2 separate regions of the Mus musculus genome follow, and region 2 is linked to region 1. Evidence: chromatin contacts called from public promoter capture Hi-C data. All regions are on one chromosome and are shown on one strand. The core of a region is the stretch at or near the end of the contact, and the rest is flanking DNA. Distances in the headings are between cores, read along the strand shown. Region 1 has its middle 22 kb from the start of Gm32897. Region 2 holds the start of Cort (cortistatin).

What was found. Promoter capture Hi-C pulls out the DNA fragments that hold promoters and counts their contacts.
Region 2: a promoter capture Hi-C map of embryonic stem cells shows a contact between it and region 1, with 4 times the contacts expected there. The contact joins the promoter of Cort here to the enhancer-like site in region 1. A contact is called at or near these places in 10 of 39 promoter capture datasets (the 3T3-L1 cell line, 3T3-L1-derived adipocytes, the HPC-7 cell line and 5 more), 6 of 484 Hi-C or Micro-C datasets (cardiomyocytes, embryonic fibroblasts, embryonic stem cells and 3 more), 8 of 115 datasets of contacts at active chromatin or transcription factors (embryonic basal ganglia, embryonic stem cells, large pre-B cells and 1 more) and 5 of 9 other capture datasets (adipose tissue, embryonic stem cells, liver and 2 more).

What each region holds. Positions count from the first base shown.
Region 1 is chr4:148,721,976-148,728,547 of GRCm38.p6, forward strand. No RefSeq gene overlaps it. Among named protein-coding and RNA genes, the nearest start is that of Gm32897, 22 kb to the right of the region's middle. Within about 2 kb of position 2,481, at least 33 of the 459 cell types and tissues checked have an H3K27ac peak or open chromatin away from gene starts, as enhancers often do. A contact at or near this core is called in embryonic stem cells, where this site is marked.
Region 2 is chr4:149,124,040-149,130,611 of GRCm38.p6, forward strand. Cort (cortistatin) reads right to left here and starts at 2,724. Exons shown (of 2, transcript NM_007745.4): 1 at 2,488-2,724; 2 at 995-1,434. The coding sequence starts at 2,607. The coding sequence ends at 1,225. Cenps (centromere protein S) reads right to left here. Exons shown (of 5, transcript NM_027263.2): 4 at 6,114-6,180; 5 at 4,310-4,889. The coding sequence ends at 4,734.

The sequences.
Region 1 (6,572 bases), core at 1,231-3,730:
TCCTTTCCAGTTGCTCTTAGAGGCCTGAACCACCTGCCCCCAGCTCCAAACTTGCCACAGTGACCTCATGGCAGGTGTCCCATGTGGCTTCGGCCTTTCGGTCTGGGTATAGTGACAAGAGTGTGATTATGTGTGCCAACTCTAGGAAAAAGCCAGGCCACACTGAGGGGGTGAGCACGGGGGCCCAGCCACCCTCCAGCAAGCTTCAGTGTGTTCTGGAGGACACTAGGCGTAGACCCAGGATGAAGCATGTTTTTCAGAACCTGAATCTGAGGTGGGTGAACTGATTAGTCACACCATTTACAGAAGGGCTCTTCTGGGGTCTCCTACCAGTGCCTGGCGTCCATTTCTTCCTGGCCAGCATGCCAACAGTTTAGAAAGCTAATATGTACTTCTAAAGGTTTATGGGTGTTTTGTGTGTTCCTTTTCACTGTGTGTGTGTCTTCTGTACATATGGGCTCACTCTGTGTGTGTTGGGGGGAGGGTCAGGAATTGACATCCACCTTATTTTGTAGACAGGGTTACCCACTGAGCCTGGGGCTTGCTAATGAGGCCAGGCTGGCTGGCCTGTGAGCTGAAGGCCTTCCCTGCTGGGATTACAGGTCATTGTTGCTGCACAGGTTTAGAAGTGTGCTCAGTATTTGAACTTGGGTCTTCGCTCTTGAGCGGTGGACACTTTACCTATTGAACCATCCCTCTAACTTCCCAATACCTCCTGCTTGTGGCTTGATGAAATGACTTTTTTTCTAATCTTCAGGGGGCTTTCTGAGGTAGAGGCTGACAAGGTGTGGGACGGACAGATGAACAGAGAGGCCAGTGGCTTGGAGAGAGGTTGTAACAACTTATTTAAATCTGGGAATTGCTCGCGGGTGCTTGGTGGTTAGAATGAGGTCCTAGGGATTGGGGGTGGGGTCGCAGGACGTGGGAATGTGGAGAAGAATCAGGGCTCCCTAGGGTTTGCCTGTGGCAACAAGGAAGACTCCCCTTTGCTTTAGAGTCAGGTCAAGCAAGAGACAGAGGAGACCAAGAAGGCGGAGGAGGAGAAGGCGGCCAGGGAGATTCAGAAGGCCCCCACGTGTCAGAAATGGTGGCAGAAGTCTGATCTTGGTATCCAGGAGGCTGAGGCTAGCCTGGGCTACACAGTGAGACCCTGTTTCAAGGACGGGAGGAAAGAAGGGAAGACAGTGACTTCCGATGGCCTGAGACCTGGGTCCTGGGTGCCACGGCTGGCTGTCATGGCTGCCCTGGCTGGCTGTCATGGCTGCCCTGAATGTAGACAAAGATGAAGGGAGGCTTGGAGAAGAGAGACCAGGAGGCAACCCGCTGAGCTTTCCCCAGACATTTGTCAAGGAGCAGCAGGTGGGTGCTGGAGCGGAAGTGGATAAAGGAGAAAGGAACCTGCCGGAGGAAAAGAGGCAGGACACAGGAAGCTTTCTGATTCCGGAAGTGACGCATTCTGCTATTTGGGAGGTAAGTGGGGTGGAGCCTAGAGGGAGGGGCTAGCCAGAGATGGCAGAAACCACACTGCCAATCCGCCCCTCCCCAATCCCCCCTCCCACGAGACTGCGACAGTACCACCACAGTAGCCCCAAAGGATGTCCTGCTTGCTGTGTGCCCCACCCACCGTGGGGAGTTCAGGCCTTTTGCAGCAAGACTCTTTGCCGTAGTCCCCAGGATTTTCTGCCGGGGCAGGAATTATGGTTCCCGTTCTGCTGGGCAGATGCTGAACCACTGAGCTACATCCCCAGACCTACAGAGAGGTTCATTCACTTGCCCAAAGGCCACACAGCTTTTAAGAAGCAGAACTAGAATTCAACCTTGATGTTGCCCCACTGCCTGGCTACCCAGGTGCCCAAGAGTTCCCTGTCCAAAGGATGGTGGATGGGCCTTGTTGACTTGGCTTCTGGATCAGCCAGGGTATGCATGCCAACACTGGGGATGTGTGGGTCAGGAGTGATTTCCCAAAGGGCTGGCTCACTTTAGTTCTCAAGAATGCAAAAAATACTGTTAAAAGAGTTGTTCAAGGGGTGTGGAAATGCAACCCCAAGGTCAGAGGTCAGAGAAGTGCCAGGGATTAGAGAAGCCTTGACTGGAGGGCGGGAGGAGGGGGGGGGGAACCAGAGATGGATGTGGTAATTAAGCTTGCCATCCCAGCACTCAGGAGGCTGAGGCAGGAAGACTGCTGCAAGTTCCAGGCCAGACTGGGCTGGGCTTCAGGGTGCCTGCTCTGTCTCACAAAAGCAAAAGAAATGGACAGCCCTGGTGGTGGTGAAGGTAGTGTGTGTGTGCTGTGTTTCCAGACCTGGCCTGGCTCAATGAAGCAGTCCTGACGGAAGACTCAGAGGCCTAGAGGCAGGAGAGCCAGAGGTGAAGCTGTACACGGCCCATTCATTGGGTGGGTCCCCGCAGCACAGCGCCCGCCTTGCAGGAGCCAGCTCGCCCCGCCCGCGGGGGTCGCCCGTCCCAGGCCGGGAAGTCTAATGTGCCCGCAGCCGTTCCGGGGAGCGGTCCCCCGCCGCGCTAATGTGCGGTCGCCCCGCCCGCCAGCAGTGGTGCCCCCGCGCCGACCCCGAGCGCAAATCGATACGCATCAGGCGGCGGGCTGCCCCGTCCCCTCCCTGCCCACACCCCTCTCTCCAAGCTCCCTTCCTCCCTCTCGGATACCCCGGACCTGCCTCCGCCCTCTGGCTTCCTAGGAGCCTGGGAATCCCGGGTGAGTGGATAGGGGCTTAGGGCCAGAGCGTGCTCATTCTTTCCCCAAGGCAGGGACCCGGGGAGGGGGATGAATGAAACACTCCAATGCAAAACATCAGGGGTGACGGTGGCCCCTGCATAAGAGAAATCAAGACAAGTAAAAATTAAGGCCCGGGAATGTGGCTCAAAGACACAGCTCTATGGCACATAAATTAGATGTGGTGTGCACACCTGTAATCCCAGCACTCGCTCTGGAGTAGAGGCAGGAGGGTCCTAAATTCAAGGTCAGTCCTCAGAGGCTACAAAGTGAGCTTGAGGGATAAGGGAAATCATGCTTCAGGTTAAAATGAAAAGGCTTGGTGGACGATAGCTCAAAGGCTCAAGCGCTTGCTTTGCAACAAAGAGTTCGAGCCTACATAAAAGCTGGCAGGTGTACTGGCACCCTGCTAGTCCAGGTGGGCACGGATGATCCTCAGAGCAGGCTAGACCATCAGACCAGGGGAGCCCCAGGCTCACCAAGAGACTCCAATAAATTGGAGTGTGGGATCAGCATGGAGACACTGGGTGAAGTCACTCACGGAGGAAATCTGGGGACCTGAGGTAGATCCATGGAACCCATGGGTCACCCGAAGGAGAGAGCTCACTGCCACACATGCACCATGGCACCTGTTCCCATTTACCCCACGCCCTCCATGCTGTGATAATAAGTAAAAAATTTAAAGATTAATTTTTTAAAAAGGTGGAACCTGACAGAAGATACCAGGCACCTCTGACCTTACAGGGCCACACAGGCCCGCGCGTGCACTCGCACACAGGCCCACAGGCCTTCGTTCAGGCACACACACCACACGCACATGTACATGTGATAACTACATAAGTTAAAAAAATTAAGGGAAAAATTAATGCAAAAAAAATCCTCAGTGATCAAAAATAAATCAAAATTTTAAATGAAGCTGAGATCAGTAATGGTTGAGCAGAGCCATATTGGAGCCTGGGGCAAAGGGAAAAAAAATATCAAGAAGCTGGATCCTGTTTCATTTAAATGTTGAATTCTTTGTTCATCCCAGATTGCTCACTGGGGGACGGGTTGTCACTGAAACTCGCTTTGGGGACCAGTAATGACAGAAGAAGAAATGCCAGCACCTTAATTACCTTAAAAGTATTATTGGGGGGGAGGGTTGAACCCAGGGCCCCCTGTGTGCTAGGTGCACGCTGTATCCCCAGCATCCTCTCCATCTTTTAAAATTGTGGTTGTTGCAGCAGGGTCTCAGGTAGCCCAGGCTGGCCTCGAACTTGCCGCCTAGTAGAGTCTTGCTCTGAACCCTTGCTGCTTCTCTTGCCTCCCGAGTTCTGGATTTACAGACATAGGCCACCTCTCTCAATGCATCAAGTTACTAGTTAAGTTTTTTGTCTTCTTTTGTTTGACACAGCATCATTCAGGCTGACCCGGAACCCTCCATCCTCCCTCCTGTCTCAGCATCCCGAGTCTTGGTCTTAACGGTTTGTAGCACCACGGCATCTCTTAATTTTCTCTTTTTTAAATAAAAAACCCCCGTGACAATTTACAGTTTACACAGCAATGTACCCAGCATACTTTACCTTTGGAGGGCTTTCTGTCCCAGGATTTCCATTATCTTCAGAGCCCTGCAAGTGTCACCAACCAGCTTTAGCGCTTTGCTCTACCCTTGCTGGAAACTCTGTAACCTCAAGCAAACACTCGTTCTCTTTGGTGTCCCCAGACCCTGGCAACCATACTATTTCCATCGCTATGGCATTATCTGTACTGGAGATGAACGCGGGATCATATGCTGTGTGGTCTCTTGCAGCTCAAGGTTCATGGTTATTATAGCTTCTGCCAATATTCCACTCTTTTCTTTTTCCTGGGTATGCATGTGCGTGTGGTGTATGGAGCCTGTGTGCATTGGTGCATACGGCTGCTCTCATGGGCGAGGAGGCAGGGGAAAATGCCTTCCTTCCTTCCTGCCCCGCCAGCCTTCCTCTTAATCTCTTGAAACAAAGTCTCTAAATGAAATAAATGTACACACAGGTGACCAGCAAGCAACAGTGATCCACTGTCTCTGCTCCCCAGAAGGCTGGGGTTAGAGGTGACATGGGGGTCCAGTTGGCTTTTCACATGGTGTGCTAGGCACTTGAACTCAGGTGTTCATTTGTGTGTGCAAGCACACTCACCTCTGAGCCGTTTCTTGGCTCCAGGATTGAATTTTTCACAGTTTGAATCGTGGTTCATTGTGTGGCTATTCCTCATTTCCTCAGCCATTCCTCAGCTGTGGGGATTTGGGGTGTTCCTTGTGTCTATCCCTCGTCTCTTATGAATAACGCACTGATGCGTGAGCTTCCCGTGTGCACGCTAGTGTGTGTGTGTGTGTGTGTGTGTGTGTGTGTGTGTGTGTGTGTGTGTGTGTGTGTGTATGCTACAGTGTCCATTCAGAGGTCAGAGGACAGTTTGCAGGAGCCAGTTCTTTCCTTCCACCATGTAGTTTCTGGGGATGGAATACAGGCGTCAGTCTTGACAGCAAGCGCCTGTACCTACTGAGCCATCATCTTAGCAATCTTTTACTTACTTAGGTTTGTCCACACAGGGTTTCTCTGTGTAGCCCTGGCTGTCCTGGAACTCAGAGATCTGCCTGCCTCTGCCTCCCGAGTGCTGGGATTGAAGGCGTATCCCACCACACCTGGCTAGCCTCTTACTATCTGTTTCTCCCTCCTGAGTCTACCCCTAGAATATGGGGCCCATGATCACTGCATACCTAACATTTTAAACAATTGCTAGGGAGTTTTCCAACATGGCCGGACTATGGCGCTTCCTACAAAAAGTGTAGACGGGTCTCCGTTTCTCCATATCCTCACCAGCAACTGTGCTCACTATGGGCATTTTTCTATTCCAGTCTCCCTAGTATCACAGTGCTTCCAGTTTCCTCTGTGTTTCCTCATGGGCTATGCTTCCCCTGGGTTTAGAGAATATTTGTGCGTTTGTTCGGAGACATGTCAGTTCAAATGCTTGGCTCACCTTCCACATATCTGTATTACCTTCTTTTATAGGTGATACCATAACCACATGTAATGCTCGGACTGGCTTCTCTGCACTGAACACTGTGTTGTGGGCTCTCAGTTCTCTCTCCCCTCCCCCCTCTCTTTCTCCCACCAAGCCCTGATATGTCTCTTTCAATGAGTCTTTCTAGACACGAGAATCTGAGAACTGGAACCCCTGGACCCATTCTCCTCTTCTCCCCTCTTGTGAATAGCATCTCACTGTGTATCCTCTTTATTTAGACACGATGCCAAATGTCTCAGGCTGGCTTTGACCTCACCATGTAGATGAAGATGACCTTGAACTTCTGACCTCTTTGCTTTCACTGTTGGGTGCTGGTATTACAAATGTACAACACCATATCTAGTTTTATGGGGTGCTAGGGACAAACCCAGGGCTTAAAGCATGCTAGACAAGAAGCCTTACCCACTGGGCTGCATCTCCAGTCCCTCCATCAATATTTATGATTGTCTAGCATATGCCAGGCACCATACTCATAGACCCTTTGGCTAGTGTTTGCCAAGCTTGGAGAGCCATTCATTCTTCAGAAGCTGTAGGGTGCTGGCAGCCTTAGGCATCTATGCTGGGTGGTTGATGGGTATGGAGCCCCAGGGTAGGCAGTTTCCCTGATGATCAGATCCTGGGTGCTGAGGCCACGGCTTGTCTGTTCAACCACAGAGTTCCAGGTCCTCTGGTGATTTTGGCACAGCTCAGACCCAGTTAAAGAACTTGCTACCTTTCCCGCTGACCAACTAAAATGTACAGTCAACTGACCATTCCGAGAGCTCAGGAGATGGAAGTTGTAAAATAAACTGGTTTGACCACAAAT
Region 2 (6,572 bases), core at 1,474-3,973, 400 kb after region 1:
TCATCTAACCGCTACTCACTGGAGGTGAAATGGGAAGACTAACGTGACAAGTGTGTGTAAAGTATTTCACTGGACAAAGTCTGGATGCTAGCTTTGGGGGGATCCCTGTCTCAGAAGTCAAGGTAAGCCAGACACTGTGGCACACATCCCGAGGCCCACCTGGCACAGAGAGGAAGAGATAGATGGATCAATTTGAATCAGAGGCTAGACTAGTCTGCACACAAAGATGCAGGCCAGACAACGCTAAACAATGACTCCCTGTCTCTAAAGCAAGTGGAATGGAGGACAGGGTGCAAGGGAGCCACACTGCCCGGTGGGAAACTTCTGTCAGGAGACCTCTTTCCTCACCAAGTAAAATCAATGGGAAGAACTAACAAATTCATATTACTAATTAAAACAGCTGTGTAACGAATTTGTCTATAACTTTTATAAGCATGTCAGCATGGTGTCAGCTTAATAGCATAACATTAGTTTTAAAATTAGTTTTAGCTAAAATATGAGGAATAATCACCACACAGTGTTGCTAGCTTGCTTGTGAAGTTCACAGTGCCTGCCGAGGATCAAATCCAGACCCAGGGCACGCGCTCTGCCACCCTCGGGCCAGAAGAGACTTTTCATGCTGGACTGAAGTGGGCTGGATGTGGTGGTACATGGCTGTATCCAGCACTCAAGAGACCAAGACAGGCTGGGAGTTCAGGACCAACTGGGCTACATGTAAGACCCTACCTCCAAAAGCTAAGAATAAACTCTGTTTTGAACTCTTAAATATACAGCCTTGAACTGGACATATTCCCCACACTTGAGGTAGAGGCAGGAAAATCATTTTAAGGTCACTCATAACTACATAGGAGTTCAAGGCCAGCCTGAGCTTAGACAGACCTTTTCTCAAACACACACTCAAACACACACACACAAATGCGCGCACGTGCATGTCGACCAAGAGAAGACATAACCCTCACCTCCCAGCACCAGGAAGGGGACGGAAGCCCAATGGTTCTGCTGATTGGAGCAAGAGCCACCACCATTTTATTTGGAGGGGGTCACTGAATCTCCAATCCCTTAGTTGACCTGTTGTCGGTAGCGAGCATTACTGAAACCAATGATTCTCACAGGGCAGGGGAGGCAAAGCTGACATAAGAAGAAAGCTCCCCGCTGATTGACAGTCTTTATTCAGGTCTCGTTGGCATCTCACAGGGTGGCCAGGGTGCTATGCCCAGGGTGGGGTTACTTGCACGAGGAGAAGGTTTTCCAGAAGAAGTTCTTGCAGGGCTTTTTATCCAGGTGTGGGGGCTGTTGGGGGGGTGGCCTTTCCTGGCTCTTGGACAGCCCGGGGGTACCCCCTCCGACGGGGGTGCTGGAGCTGGCTTGGGAAGCCCACTCGTGCCACCAGGCAAGGAAAGTCAGAAGGCCGCTCCTCCCCTCGGTGGCTTCCTGCTGTGTTTTAGAGAAGCAGATAACAAAGGAGAGAAAAGCAACCACTCACCACTCACTCACTGGGACTCACTCAGCCTTCGGATATGCCCCCCCACCCCCACCCCCCACAGAGAGCAAACTGTTCCTTAACAAACCACACTCCCTCAAAGTCAGAGTGAGACGGACTCTAGAGAAACTGCTCAGTGGAGAAAAACAGACCAGTCCAATAATAATAAATAAATAAATAAATAAAAATGCTGATTTTTTTCAAGCATGGTAGCAGAGACCTTTGGACTCGGCAGTCAGGAGGCAACAGCAGATAGAGTACTGTGAGCTTGGGCTAGCCTGGGCTACACACAGTGAGGCCTTATCTTGAAAACAAATAAAGTGCTTTAACTTCTACCTTATAATCTGTGCTGAGGTCCTCAGCTCTGAGACTAGGAAAGCTGTCAAAATGGCTGCCAGCTGAGAGGCCCTGGGTCCACAGGCTCTCCCACCTCCACACATCCTCCTGGATGTTCAGAAATCAGAACAGACTGAGTCGCTAAGTCTGGGCCTTCTTTCAAACTCCTCAGGAAGTTTCTAGGAGTACTCTGATGATAAACGACCCATCTGAAACTCATCTGGTGATCTCAAAGAAAAATCCACTTTTAATGGTCAACTTTATGGACTCTTTCTTGGAACTTTTTCAAAAATGGAAAAAAGAGAAAGTAAATCATTTGATGAAATTATAAAATTTACACCATGGAGAACAAGAGGGCAGGAATTATTTGAGCGAGTGAGAGTATAGCTGTGTATATAAATTAAGGCTCTGGAAGTCCGTGTGACTGGTCTCACGGCAGAGAAGACGGTGGAGCGCTGTGACAGCTGGAAGCAATCCCTGTCTCCAAAGCAGACACCAGCAGAGAGGAGTCCCTGACAGACCCAGGCTAGGAGAACTGAGGGCAAACAGGGACCAGGGGTCTGAATGGGGCGTTGTAAAATCCTAGGGACACACACACACCACAACACAGAACACATCATGCAGGACTGAGTGGTCAGAATTACAGAGACAAACTGAGCAGGTGCACTCACCACACTGTCCTGGCCAGTAGGGCCACTCTCCAGGGGAAGGGCGGAGGCTGCGACCCCCCAGAGCAGCAGCAGCCCGAAGGCTGAGGGCCACTTGCCTCCTGTGCCTCGGCCACCCATCATCCTCGGACGTGCTGAGGTCTGTGCTTGGTGGACGAGGGTCTCTTCTGTGGTGTTTTAAGCTCTAGCACCACCTGCTTGGGGGTCTGCACTCGTTCATTGAAAACCTACACGCCTCTCCACACTCACGCGGTGACGCACAAGCCGGAGCAATCAGCTCTCACAGAAAGAAACATTTGTGGGGTTGGATTTAGCCCCTTAATTAAAGACTCGGGACTTTTCCTGTGTTTGGAGTGAATCTGCTCTTATTTTAGAACACATGCGCGCTTGCTCTGGGAGTTCTGCTTCCTTGTGATTGTGCCTGTGGCAAGCAGGAAGCCATCAGAACAAAGCCGGGTGATTTAACAGAATATGAAATCAGGCCTGGGTAAAGAGCTGAAGATGTGGGGTCTTACCCAGGAGAAGCAAGACTGCAGGCTGGGACGCAGCTCAGCTCAGCCCAGCACGTGCCTACCACGGTTCCGTCCATCCCCGGAGCTAAAAGCAGGCATGTCTGAATCGGCTACGAGCAGAAGTAACCAGGTACAGAGAAGACCCAGGGTCACAGGATGGCCCCAGTGTTCACCAGGTCGCAAGGAAGGATGAACCAAGAGCATGTCCCAGACTGCCCTCTGCCCCAGGCTAGACCTTTGACTCGCTCAAGTATAGATGCGGATGCAGAAGAGAGACGGGACCAAAGGCCTTCTGCATCTCAGTGCCACGGACGCTGTCCTGGGCCTCTCAGTGACATGCACACTTGCAGAGTTCCTGGTCTAGGGCTTTCCAAGATGCCCAGGTCAGCAGTTTGCACATTTCTTTAAAAAAAAAAAAAAAAAAGATAGAAAGAAACGAGGCCAGGAAGATGGTTCACTGAGCACAGCAGTTGCGATGCAACCCTGGTAACCTGCAGCTCCACTCTGGCCCCCAGATAATGGTAAAACGGAAGAACACACCGGTTCCTAACAAACTTGACCTCTGACCCACACTCCCGCTGTAGCACACACGTGCATCTCCCTCTCCCCGTCATAGATACCATTTTTGAAAATGTAGACATGCACGTCGATAGACTGGCCAAGTGTAAGGGATGCTTTCTTTGTATAGGTCACAGTCACTTCCTGAGAAACCTGGACTCGGCCAGCTGACAGCCCACTTCCTTCCCAAGACAGTGACAAAGTCCTGGGCCACCTCCTGGCCCTTCACAGGTCCAGGTTGAGAATTGTGGGGATGTGAGGGATGGACCCCGCATATGCAGACAGACCTGAAACCCCATCTCAGACACTAGAGAACACCAAGATCCAAGGGAGGCTCGAGACTGAAACAAAGCAACTGAAAGTCGGCTCCTTCCAAAGTAAAACACGCCCCGCTCTAGAGACCTTCCCGAGGTCCCTCTTCCACCATGGGGTGACGCTCAGGTCATCAGGCTTTGCCTACACCCAGCGAGCTATCCCTCTGCTCCCCTACCACTCCACAAGGGAAAGAAGGCAGGCCCTGAACACCTTACATCCTTCAGGACACAGCAACAGTAGGACAGGGCCCTTGGGACACTCCAGACTTTCCCTTCAAGCAGACATCTCCTCGGGAGAGCCAAGGCTTAATTCTATAGACCTGCTAGAAAAGCCACAAAGCCCTGCTTCTGAAATCAGCCCTGAAGAGTAAGAGATTTCATTCCCAGGGACCACCAGTCACCGCGATGGAGGCTGAGACCTGAAGCCACAGCAGCCGGGCTCAGCAAACACAGCTTTATTTATTCCCAGGGACCACCAGTCACCGCGATGGAGGCTGAGACCTGAAGCCACAGCAGCTGGGCTCAGCAAACACAGCTTTATTTATTCACCCTGCTGAGACCCGCATTCGACCTGGGAAATAAACAGTGAAGGACTAAGCTCACCCCGACAGCCAGCACAGCTGATTGCTAGCCCACTTTGCCAGTCACTAAGTCACGCTGTGCCACCCAAGTGCAAGCCTTTCCTATGCCCCGTGACGCGTGAGGTGGCTTTGCAGGAACTCCCAGCTTCTAAGCTTCTGCCGAGAATGACTTCAAACAGGCAGCACGAAAAGCTGCCCACACACGGGGCCGTCCTTCCCATGTCTGTCCTCATCCCTGCAGACTGCCCTCGTGGCGAGCGCTGCTTCCAGATGAGATGAAGGCCTTAGCTCTCGCTCTGCAGCTCCTCAGCCCCGTCCAGCTCCTCAGCCATGGACTCCCGAGAGCTCCTGCTTTCATCTTCCGGCTTTCTTTTCTTCTTGGCCTTTCCTTTCAGGTTAAGCTGGGCAATCTCTTCATTCTTCTCTGTAATGTATTTTAGCTATGTATATATACAAAAAGCAAAACTATATTTAAGTCTTTAAATCTGTCTATAAATCATTTTACAAACCTAAAAGAAAATCCTCACAGTAACTTATGCCTTTTCCAATATTCATTCCAAAAGAACTGGTGGAAATTCATTGACTGAGTTATCTATTGAGCACTAACTATCCGAGAAACGGAGACAGGGTCAAGTCCCCATTCCTGTGGAGGGGAAATCATGAGAAGGGCAGAGACCAGGCAGGATCGCTGTGGTCCACGTCTGCTGGCAGTCACAGCCAGGTGACACTGACACCTCAAAGTGGCAAGTGTCTTCACCTAGAAAATAACTGCTTGGTCAAAATGACTCTTGAGATGTGAAAAAATAGAAATCGTGTTCTCTTCTGCATAACCAGGCTTGCAGACTTCCGTCCACCCTGGTCCATCAGAACTGCGGGTATGGCCTGCCTGGGGTGGCACACCTGTAAACCAGGCTCCTGGGATGGTGACAGAGGAGGAGGATCTCGCGTTCAAAGCCTACCTGATCTAAAAGTCAAGTTCAAGACTAGCCTGTATAATTCAGCACGAGTGTCTCAAACAAGAAATGGGGCTGGAGAGATGGCTCAGTGGTTAACAGTACTTCTTGCTCTTGCAGAGGACCCAGCTCTGATTCCCAACACCCACACTGTGGCCCATGACCACCTGTTCACTCCAGTTCCAGGGTGTCTGAGACCATTTCCTGACCCCCAAGGGCACCAGGCAAGCATATGGTACACATGGATCCATGCAAGCCAAACATTTACACACATAAAATAAAATAATAAGCTTTACAAACAAGCAGCAGACAAGGGGTGGGTGGGTGGGTGCATAGCCAGTGGTATACCACTTGTCCGATGTGCAGAAGGCCCTAGATTTCAATCCCCAGCTCTGGGGTAAAGGCGCCACAAGGGGGTCATCCCCAGAGACTATCCATGACTAACCTGTGACATCATACGGTAAATGAATCATGGGACCGAAGTTTTGAGATATTACAAAAAAGGTAAATTATGGAATCCAGAGAGAGCTGATTAGAAAATTTTAGATTGGTTTTGCGAGATCCATCATAATGAAAGGAGAACCATAAAACACAGGCAGGTCTGAGCACCTCCACCATCTCTAACGCAAGGCGCCCCGAGGAATAAGTGACAAATTGGGAATAATGTATTCCGGTGGGGGAGGGGAGAGAGGGAGGAAATTCATCTCTCACCAGTGAATTATTTCGCCTGGCTAAGAGCTTCACGTCTTCAGTGGTGACCGTGCTTCTTTTCGCGTGTCTGCAGAAAGGGCAGGAGCAAGTCACAGAACGTTTGGTATTAAAGTTTAGGCGAAACACAAAGGTTCACGGTCGAACTTCCGACGAGCAAAGGTGCCTAAGTGGTCCATCTCTGCGGACTGAAAGCATCAGGCAGCAGCCACAGTAAAATGAGTGAGGTAATGAGCCAAGACACCAACCCCGCAGAGGATTGCAAAGCCCTGCTGTCCACTGGGCAGCAGCAAGGTAGATACCCTCCACAATTCCACCGGTGCCCGGTATCTGTGCCGGATTTTAATGTCCTTGCCGTCCTAGCTGCAGGAGCGGGGTCCCCATATCCATATTGCTATGGATAGCAGACACCCCCAGTCAAGTCCCAACTTTAGCAATCCACTGCGCAGAAAGGAGGAAGGA